Regions from separate parts of the Gossypium hirsutum genome. Here region 2 is linked to region 1. Evidence: chromatin contacts called from public Hi-C data. All regions are on one chromosome and are shown on one strand. Each heading gives the region's core, a stretch centred on a gene start, on an enhancer-like site or on the middle of the called end of the contact. The rest is flanking DNA. Distances are from core to core; before and after follow the strand shown. Region 1 holds the start of LOC107894137. Region 2 holds the start of LOC107894136 (ethylene-responsive transcription factor ERF119).

The links. Hi-C and Micro-C count contacts between places; a contact is called where the count stands out from the background.
Region 2: a contact with region 1 is called in a Hi-C map of leaf, with 2.6 times the contacts expected there. The contact joins the promoter of LOC107894136 here to the promoter of LOC107894137 in region 1. A contact is called at or near these places in 2 of 34 Hi-C or Micro-C datasets (both in leaf).

What each region holds. Positions count from the first base shown.
Region 1 is chrA13:11,247,149-11,252,877 of Gossypium_hirsutum_v2.1, reverse strand. It overlaps LOC107894137, which reads left to right and starts at 2,096. Exons shown (of 1, transcript XM_016819356.2): 1 at 2,096-2,662. The coding sequence starts at 2,096. The coding sequence ends at 2,662.
Region 2 is chrA13:11,523,632-11,529,360 of Gossypium_hirsutum_v2.1, reverse strand. LOC107894136 (ethylene-responsive transcription factor ERF119) reads right to left here and starts at 2,762. Exons shown (of 3, transcript XM_016819355.2): 1 at 2,530-2,762; 2 at 1,942-2,225; 3 at 293-1,853. The coding sequence starts at 1,639. The coding sequence ends at 611.

The DNA of each region.
Region 1 (5,729 bases), core at 847-3,346:
AAAAAGTGGATTGTGCTAAAGGGTTGGTAGGGGGTTCAAATATCTGTTTGGGATGATCTGTGGATACCGGAAGTCGATGCAAATAGATTAAGCAACATTAGCAATAATGAAGAACTCAAGTTAGTTTCGGATCTAATTGATGCTAGAAATAAAACTTGGAAGGCTGACTTAATCGCTAATACCTTTCATGCGGACATTCCACAGAAAATTTTGCAAATTCATTTGGTGAAAGCAGCACAAGACGATTTCCAAGTTTGGAGAGGAGAACCTTCTGGCGAATTCTCAGTCAAAAGCGTCATAAACTATTACAATAAACTAATTTGGGTCTTAGTGATAATTTAATACAAACCGAGATTAAGGATTTTTACAAGAAACTATGGAATTTACATCTTCCTTCAAAAATTACAATTACTATATAGAAAATCTCTTGGAACTATATTCCTACTCTAATAAATTTCAGGCATAAAAGAGTGTTAGTGAATGTTTCTTGTCCCCGGTGTCGCAGTTCGGAAGAGGACAGCAATCACATTTTTCGACACTGCCCTACAACAATAGAGGTATGGCAGAACTTAAATCTTTTTTGGATTTTTAATAATATGATTCAAAGTATTTGGGAGTGGCTTATTTGGGTATTCAATATAGGTACTAGTAAACAATGTCGACTCTTTTGTTGTGCATTATGGTTAATCTAGATTTCAAGAAATCAGTTAATACATGAAGGAAAAATCATGGCGAAAAGGGATTTTTCGAAACGAATCCAAAGTCATATGGTAGAGTTAAATGGTCTGGAGGAGAAGCCACTTACCTTAAGTGTTGATAGAGGGCACAGACAACTTGAAGGAAATATGAGGGTGACAATTTATTTTGATACAGCCTTTGACAGACGATCTTCCAAATTGGCTTCAAGACTGGTGGTTCGGGGCTTGATGGGCAAGATTTTAGCCTCGAAGATAGTCATACATAGCGCAATCTCATCTCCGTTTGCGGCAGAAGCACATGCAGGTTTGCAAGTTGTTCAATTAAGAATCTCAATGGGATTTAATTCATTAGAAATTATGGGGGATTCAAGAACAGTTATTAGAGATATTCAAAGCAAAAAGGTCCATTTTGAAGAAATTGATTTCTAGTTCATAGATCAGAAAATGAATGTGCCCATAATCTTGTGCACGAAGTGTTGAAAAATGGAGAGGGAAAGTACTTGTGGGAGCTGTACCGGATTACGTCTGTCGTGCACTGGAAGAAAGATGACCGAGACACCTAGATTGAGGCGGTTTCATGGAAGAACTACAAAGAAAATAGATTGCAGAAGAAAAAAAAATTTTGGAAACTATTGTGGTTTGAACTGCTGGGACAGAGATGTGAAGAGGCAACAAATTTATGGAGTCCAACTGTTGATGTTGACTGGATTAGGAATTAGGTTTCCTTTTTCTTTATTTTTTGTTTTTTGTTTTCTAGGCCTTTTTCTGTTATTACATTGTTGGCCGCCTACTCTTTACATTTAGTTTTGATTATTTCTCTTTTAGGATTAATTCCAGTGATTTTTGAGAACTAATTTAATGTTTTTTTTTGGTCTGTTTTTATGCTTTAATAAATATCCAGTCCGTTTACTCAAAAAAAATATAACATCTAAAAAAAGACAGAAAAATTAAATTAAAAAACTAAAATATAAATTTGGAAAGCTAAAAAAATAATTATGCAAAAACGAAATGGAGAAGAAACAAGGCGGCAAAACCAAACCCGAGGGTTGATATTGTGATTGACTGGGCTACTGGTGGGTCCCTTCTGACCACGGCATTCAAATCCCCAAAATTTCCATTTTGGAAACCGTTCTAGACGACCGCCTTTATTAAGGAACCCAAAAAATTACTAAGAAAAACAATAAAAGAAACTCCATTATGACCTAAGAATATTCTCCTCCAACGCGCCTGCATCTCCATCATTACTCACGCTCTCTCTTTTCTGTCTCTACTTCGGTCTCATTGTATATAATAGTGTCCCCCTTCTCCCCTCACCTCACCTCGAGTTCGCTCATTCGCGACTCTTCTTTCAAATACTCTCTACGAAAATAATATAAAGTAAAATTCATACCCACGGCATGGAAGATTCAAACAGCAAGAAGCGAGTTAGAGGTGACTCGGCCGAGTCTGACCTAGACTCACCTATGGTGAAGAGACTCAGAGACGATTTATTAGATCTCCTTGAGGACTCTGATTCTTTGCCTGTTAACCAAGACCTCGCATTGGTTATTAAGAGTTTCGAAGAGGAGATATTGGCAGCGTCATCAACTTCAAATGCAAAGGAGCCGCTGTTGAATCCGAAATCAGATTCCAGCGAACCTCAACCGGATCTTGTTTACCTTTTGGAGGCTTCCGATGATGATCTTGGTTTACCTCCTCCTATGGCTACCACAACTTCAAGTGACGAAATAAGGAGCGAGGTTACTGAGTTGCTGAGACTCGACACTGACTCGTCAGGAACCGGTGAGTTATTGGAATTTGGGGATCAGATCCCTAACTTTGACTTGTTCGGGTTCGGAATCGGAGATAACTACGGGGGTGGCCATGTGACGTATGGCGGATTGTTCGAATATCCCGATGTCTATTACGATTCGTCTGAGTTTTCTGCATTGTTGTGGCGGCCGGAAACTCTGTCGGCGGAATAAAAATTCAACCTAAAAACAAAGGAAAAAGGCAAAATTAAACCTAACGAAACCAAACATAGTTGGGGGGTTTCAAAGGAAGACAAGGCATAGCCGATCTGTAAATTCATTAAATCTTTTTGGGTTTGTCTCAGTATTTTTTAGTATTTGATTAAAAGAAGTTAAATGTACAATCAGGATTAGAAATTTGAAATGAAAAGATACGTTTTAATGGAATGAATGATGTTTTCGCTCCATAGCTTAGTAACAAATTGAAGTGGTTTCCCTTTTTTCATGAGTAGAAAATGAAAAGAAGAATAAAAATGGTGGATGAGGAATACAATTTTAGTTTCCCTCAGACCTGAATCAGATACTAATAATAGATTCTCGACTTTGATAAGGGCGTTGTGCTGTGTGTGGTCCCACTATGTGGGAGCCCACTTCTACGTGTGCCTTTCGTATAAGGTTGCTAAAACAAAAAAGTGTGTTGCAAGTCAGAAAAGAAAAACAAAAAAATGTGAGGGAAAATATTTTTCTTTAATAAATATCAACCTTCCTTTTGGGGTTTGTGTACTTCAATTTTCGTTTTGGGTGTAGTTTTGGGTTTTTGGCTTTCAAATTCCGTCCTTTTTAGATGATATTATCAAAATTTTTTTAAAAGATTGCTTAGGATTATTTATTGATAGTTTTATTTGAGTTGTATAGTTTTTATTATGGTTTGTTTGTAATGTTGTAGTAAGACTTTGATTATAATGAAATTCTTTTTAGACTTTTAAAGTTATGTGGTTTTTACCCTTTACTTAAGGGGTTTTTCACATAAAAATTACGTGTCTCGATTTATTATTTTTTCTTGTGATACTATGGTTTGTTTGCATCAATTATTGATATATTGTGTTATTGGGTTTACTATAATTATCAAATTCATTTTTCAGGAGTGAAAGAATACTAATTCTGCTTCTGTAGTATTTTATCGGGTTTGGTTTCGTCCCAAAAAATTGGTGTCAAGAGCTAAGTTGGTTCTCATGTTCAGTAATCATGGAAATTAACACTAGTAAGATGATTATGCTGAATGACACAAATTATTAACTTTGGCCAAATAAGATGAAAGATCTTCTATTTGTGAATGTAACACTTGAGTATCTCTATTGAATCAATTGGGGGATTAAAAAATTTGAGTGATCAAATTACGATAAGTTGGATCTTAATCTTGATTCAGTTACGATGGAACTGACTGGTTCTAAAGTGGGAGACAAAATTATTAATGATGAATTGTAGAGACAATCAATGAAAATCCTGCTAAAGGTGTAGATATATATAGGGGGAGACAAAATTATCTCAATTCTATTTACCAAAATTTCACTTTAAAGTATCTTATTCTTCAGTCGCTCTAAAGAAGAAAATTTAGCTAAAGAAAGCTCTGCATGCCGTATATAACACCCCATACCTAGTCCGATCGCTGGACCCGGGTTATAAGGTGCTACAAACAAATTCAGTACATTTGATTACATTTCATAGTTCAAATATCAATTCAATATCAATATATTCATATATAATTAAGTACAATATGCAATTAAATCAATTTTGGGTTTATATCGAGCTTAGAAAGCTTAAAACCAACCCGATATCAATCAGGGATCAAATCGGAATAAAAATAAAAAAATAGGAAATTTTACAAACAGGGGTTATGTAACACCCCTTACCCGTATTCAATGCCAAAACAGGATACGAGGCATTACCGGACTTACAAAGCAAGCAAACATACAATTTCGGGTCATAAATTTTCATCCAAATTAAAACCATTCGCATTCAATCACTAAGTCCCTAATATGAGCCTACGAGGCTTGAAACATACTTTTGAAGTGATTTGGGACTAAACCGAACACTTAAGAAAATTTTACAAAACTTAGAAAATTTTTGCTATGAACAGGGGTCACACACCCGTGTGGGCAGGCCGTGTGGTCACACACGCCCGTGTCCTTAACCTGTGTAACTCTCTGTTTTGTAATGCATGAACAAATTGATGTCACACAGCCAAGTCACACGCCTGTGTACTAGACCGTGTGATTAATTTAATTTTCATAAAATAGGTGCAGACTTCACACAGTCGGGACACACAATCGTGCTTAAGACCGTGTCCCTCACACGGCTGAGACACACGCCCGTGTCTCTATCCGTGTGCTCAATCCTGAGCATTCTGCTTTTCAAAATTAAGGTGTAGGGGACACACGACCAGAACACATGCCCATGGGGCAGACCGTATGTCACACACGGCTTAGACATACGCCCGTGTGTCTACCCGTGTGGACAAAATAAAGGCTATTTACCAAGCCATTTATCACCCTCCTTTACACCTACACATACACAAGTTCAATGGCATAATCCATGGCATGTTTAAGCAACCAAAACATCCATAAACAAGGCTAAATCATATCATTCATTACCAACACTTAACATATTTACTGTAGCATAATTTACCAAATTAATTCATACCAAACTCACATTCACAAGTATCAACATGAATACTTCCATCATGCATAATTTACCTTGTGTCACACACGGCCTAGAAACAAGCCCGTATGCCTACCCGGGTTGACAATATAAGGCTATTTACCAAGTCTCATTGCCACCCTTACATATGTAGTTCTATACAAATACCAACCAATACCAAAACAAGCATAATTCCTATAACCAAATTAGCTACAATAGACATTCATTCAACCATGATAATGCATATTTTGTAAATTCAAAATGAATGTTAGCTGTCATTCAAAGTTTAATACAAATTGAAGGGTTTCCAACCTAAGCCAATACATATGGCCAAACCTTAATGACACAAAATAATAAAGTCTAAGTCCTATACATGCCATATTCAAAAATATAAGTCCAACTATACCGAATGCTTTAGTTGATAGTGTGATCGATATCTCTGACTTTTAGTGATCCTTGAGCTAGTTAGGCGGCACTGTAAGGAAATGAAAAGGGAAGGGAGTAAGCATAACAGCTTAGTAAGTTGCATATAAGTAAGTATACAACAACAATTTATCAATAATCAACACGCTCATAACACCAAGTAGGCATAAGCATAACTTAC
Region 2 (5,729 bases), core at 1,513-4,012, 280 kb before region 1:
TTTATTTTATTCGTATTTTATAATGCAAATTATTTAAAGAAATAATCCAAGCGCAACTTTCCAGTCTCCACATTTGACGGAAAATAAACAGCAAAAGACCGACAATCAAACAAACCAATCCCAAGTTAGAATATTCCCACCAGTTCATGAAAAAAATGGAACCGGCCTTCATACAAGTACTAGTCCAACTGCAACTTATTAGACAAGGTCCCTCGTCAAAATTAATTTACTTCAATCGCATTCATGATTCATCTCAAGCACAAGAAATAAATCTACCAAGGTAGAATTAATAGAAAATAAAACTTCGTTCGCTGCAAATAGACAAATATAGTAGTTTTAACATGTGAGGATGAGCAACCAAAAATTAAAACACTTCTCTCAGATAGATTAATCCCTTGGATGGCTCTTTAGCACAAGAAAACCCAAAGGATTTTTCGTCACTCATTCCTCTCAACTCACCAAACAAATCATTTCGACTCACTCACAAAAATTGAACTACCCAATAACCCATCTTGGAGAGTCCCCCAAGAACCTTCCAACTTTGACTAATAACTCATGACAACCAGGTTTATATTATTAAACCATTACTACTATTACCTAACGGCAAAACTTATGGGCACAAAATGTTGAGGTGGGCTACTTTTTTGCAAAAATCGAAGTCATCAGTGCTGAAATCACAATCAGGAAGTTCACTGGGTTCATCTCCTTCGATCCCACAAATGCTCACGTCTTCGATGCTACAATAATCCTCCAAAATCACCCCAGAATCATTGACAAAAAGATAATCGGATTGCTCTTCATCTAAGTTCAGCTCTTGTCCAACTGATCCACACAACAGTGGATCATCAATGAAACATAAATCAGGAATCACTAAATTGGCAAAGTTAGCATCAAACCCTTCTGTGTTCGCATCCCCAGAATCATGGTTGCTGTTAAAGAATGCAACAGATGCAGAAGTATCCAATTCGAGCACTGATGAAGGCGTAGTATGGGATGAAGGGCTCACAGACTCTTCAGATACTGAAGCAACAGAATTGCTAGTGTGAGAAGTAGAAGCAGAACAAGAAATGTCATAGGTTTTATCGGAGGAAGCAGTAGCTGCAGCAGCAGCAGCAGCAACAGCCAAAGCCCCGAATTCGAGCTTTTTAGCATCATATGCCTCAGCGGCATCTTCAAGGGTATCGAAAGTTCCCAACCAAATCCTGGTTTTCTCCAGTGGGTGCCTAATCTCAGCAGCCCATTTGCCCCACTTCCTTCGACGAACGCCAACAGGTCTTTTGGCTTCAACCACAAGAGCATTGTCGTCAAGGGTTGTATCCAAAACTCTTTTTCTTCTGGTTGGGGTTTTACAGTTACTGTCTTGAGAAGAAGCCTCAAACTCCAAGGGTTTTGAGTGGGAAACCAACCCTAAAATAGGAACTCCAACTTCACGAACAACAAGCTTTCCCCTCGGGGCCTTCCTAGTAATAGTCCTCTCAGATTCATCTTCACTAGAAGATGAATCAGTGGCATAAGGGTCATGAAATATAACACGAACTTTTCTAGTCATTTGGGTGTCTTCACTCAATATTGGTTGGGTTTTCTTGGACTTTTTGTATAATTTATTTTTATTAGAGGCTTCTTTTCGAGGTTCTGGCATTTTTATCGACAAAACTGGATAAAAATCTCAACTAAACCCCCCCCCCCCAAGAACTACCCTTAAAATACGAGAACAAAATCAAGAGGAGAGGGAGAACAAAAATCTGAGACTATCAAAGCAGTATAAAGTATAAGCCCCTCTCAGAAACAAGAGAAGATAGAAAAATCGTTGTTTTATGTGAAAACCACCAAAACACCCTACTCCAGAACAAGTCCTGCAAATAAAATAAACAGTAAATTTTCAAATCAGAACACTGAAGAAACCAAAGAACCAATTAAAAATCGAAATGATTGATGACATACTTTTTTGGTCTTAAACGCATCGAAACAATCGGGTGAACAAGATTCAGTCTCTGCCTGTAGAAGCAGAGAGCCAAAGAAGCTTTGATGAACAAGTGAGAACAGAAAACTGTAGAAGAAGAAAAGCAGAGCTGCAACCGAGCCCAAATCAAAGCCAAATCAAACTCAGTCGACATAAATCCGCTAATCAGCCTCCCTCAACTCCCAAAAGCGCAACAAAAGCCACCACCGGAGAACCAGTCAACAATATCTCATCAGTGACAAAAAGCTCTCTCTCCCTTCCAAACCTTCTCGGAGAAACCAAAACCAAAAGATCGTCTTAGACACTGCTAGACATAGCATAAGAAAAAAGAAAAAGTGAGACTACAAACGTACGGATCTGATTTTCCTTTCTCCATAACAAGACAAAAAAGCATACAAGGTAGAGAAACACCAGAGTAAAAAATATATACTTTAACCGACCAGCGATGGTTACAGACACAAATCTATCTCTATGGAAGGAGAAAGTTCAGGAAAAGATGTCATGGAATACATATTATTTATTTAATAATCGAAAACCCAAAAGGCTATTTCCAATTTCCTAATCGTTACCTGTTGAGGTCTCTCTCTTTCCCTCCAGTGGACAGTGAACTGACTCTGGATTTTGTTATTTGTTTTTATTCTACTCTCGCCGTGTCTTCTTCAGTCTCAAAGGCCATTCACCTTTCCCCAAGCACTCAAAACACCGGTGGTGAAGAGAATTTTTATTTTATTTATGGAAGTGAGCTGTCATGCAGATACATTATGCATGACCATTGGATTACCGATCTTACCATGTCATACGTATCTCATGTTTCACTGCCCCAATTTTTTTATTTGTACGAGGTTTGATGGCGTGTTGACTTCACGCGTTAAGAAAGGAAGTGTGTATAGACTGACTAATGTTGGCAGCTTTATTTTAGTAACCGAAGCGCCGCGAGTTTCAACGTACTACGGTACAGTGAAGGATTGTTATTGGCGCTTTAAATCACAATGTTGCCACTAACCACTGCCCACTGTTTTTTTCTAACCTTCTTACTAGAGGTGTGTATGGACCGGGCTATCCGACCCAGCCCGAAAACTTACCCGAAATATGAGAAGGTTTAGAAAAAAAATACAAGTCTGAAAAATTGGTTTAAATAAAAAAATAAGACCCGTTTAAAAAATAGATCGGGCCTCGGGTAAAGTATTTTTAGCCTGGGTCCCGCTTGGTCGGGCCTGAATTTATTAAAGGACAAAAAAAATCTGCATATTTTTTTTATTTTTGAATGTTATTTTCTTGTTATTTTCTCTATATTTTGCTACCATTTTACTATTATGTTGCTATTATTTTGTTGTTATTGTTTGGATATTGTATAAAATTTATTTTATTGTTAATTTTCTTATTATTTTAAAGGCATTTGTTAATTTTTTTATTATTTTAGAAGTATTTGCTTCTTAAGTTGCATTTGTCTTAGTGTTATTTAAATTTACATATTTTTCAAAAGTTATTTTCAATTTGTTGAGAAATATTTATTTTGATATTTTTAGTATTTTTAATGTATTATATATATTTAAAAATAATATAAAAAAATTAATATAGGCGGGCTAGGCCGGGCCGGGCCCGGATTTTAGTATTTTTATTCAGGTAAAGCATGGACAAAATTTTAGGCTCATTTTTGGGCCCGACCCGGTCCGAGCCCAATAAATGGGCATGATTTTTTTAGTTGAGCCCGACCCGAACCCGGCCCGGCCCGACCCATGAACACCTCTACTTCTAACATTCTTTGACTTTTCTTAATTCCTTTTCCACCTTAAATTAAAAATGTTTTCTACGGAAAAGTTCGGTATTCTAGTTAGATTTTGATAAATTATAGTATAAAATTATGATTTCATGTTTTTTTTTAATAAGAGAATGATAAATTAGATTTTTTTCTGAATTTTAATATTTTTAGTTGGATTTAAATTTTTTAACAAGAAAAAATTGAAAACTAAAAGAAAAATGACGTGAAATCACAATTTTATATAATTTTTCTCTTAATTTTTTTATATTTATATAATATTTATATTATCTACATTTATGACAATTGCATGCACGGATATATTAATTATTAATAAATTTATTAACACGTAATAATATTTAAATATGAAATAGAATTTTTTTTATAACATTAAAACATAAAATAGTTATAACTGAGATAACATAAATCAAATAACAAAATAAAGCAATAAAGTATAATTTAATTCCTAAATTAAAATATCCTACTTTCATCTTTGATTTTTTGTTTATATTAATTTTGAAATTAGATTATTTTTTTTCATTTTAATTTTTAAACTTAAATTTTATCTTTGATGATGGTTGGGATTGGGAAAGAACCTCTATTTAATTATCATTCCCTTAAATATTATCACCAACTTGTTCTTTTGCAATTAGTTCTTGTGATATAGCATTAGCATCAGGAGCAGGTGCAATTGCTTCTATATTTGCTTGAGTCACACTTTCATCTTCATTGGTCATATTGGTGGATCTATCTTTAACGACACTGTTAATGGATTTCATCATTCTTTAAGTATGCTTGTTATTGACCCTATAAGTCTTCCTGTTGTTGGAGTAGCCCTAAAAAAAATTTCCTTCATCACTTATTGTATCAAACTTCTCTTGATACACTCGATCTCTTAAAATGTAAATGGGACTTCAAAAAATATGGAAATATTTCATAGAAGGCTTCCTTCCTTTCCACGTATCTATGGAGTCATCATTGTTTTTTTTTTATTTCATCTCCCCAATTGGACTTGATAGATGGCTTATTAGGCTTTCAATCAACTTGTTCATTTCTGATTAAACTTAGGATATGTTTAGGTTCATCTACTAATATAAGGCGTCTTTTCGTATTACGATTCAATCACATAATATCGCTTAGTATTAGTTAAATATTAGATAACCAATAAGCTAATATTTGCTTTCATTTTGCTTTGCATGCAAAAACCATTGAGGATAATGGATAAAGGGTATTAATGTAATTTACAGATAATTTTATTAAACCAATCTGTTTGAAAAAGTACAAGTATAAAGATGAATATACTACATTTAGTGTAACGCCCTCCACCTGACCCGAATTACTGGATCCAGATATCGGGTGCTTGATCTGTCATGAATTATACTATTACTTACATTCTTTTTACACATAACTTTAGCTTGTTTAATAGTTAAATCAAAGCATCTTAGTTTATATTTAGGTTTTTATACTTAAAGTAGTAATTTATGTTTTTTAGTAGTTTTATTACATTTTATATATCTAAATAAGGTTAGATGGTCTTGTAGGGAAAATCGGGAGCTAAATATGCATATTCGGGCCAAAACTGATGCCTATGTCACGACACTAAGACACCAATATCGTAACATCAAAGATAGAAGCAAAAGCAAAGCCCTGGAGTGAAAATGCCTTTGGTGTCACGTCACCAACCTTCAATGTCACAACACCAGACTCGATGTTGCAACACCGATTTACGGTGTTGCAACACCACTCCTGCGCAGCCTAAAAAGTCCCTACACATGATAATTGCGGCTTTTAGGGAAATTAAGAGCTTTTGTCCTAGTCGAACTTTAAGTACTTCAAGGATAATTTAGTTACTTTAATATTCTGAGTTTAACCTATATAAAGGCCATTGTAATAAGTTTAAACACACAATTTTAGAGAGATAAAAATAATTATTAGGTTTTTATTTCGTTCTTAGTTTTTACTTAGTTTATTTTATGTTCTTGTAATCGGAAAATCCTTTTCCGAAGTGAGATT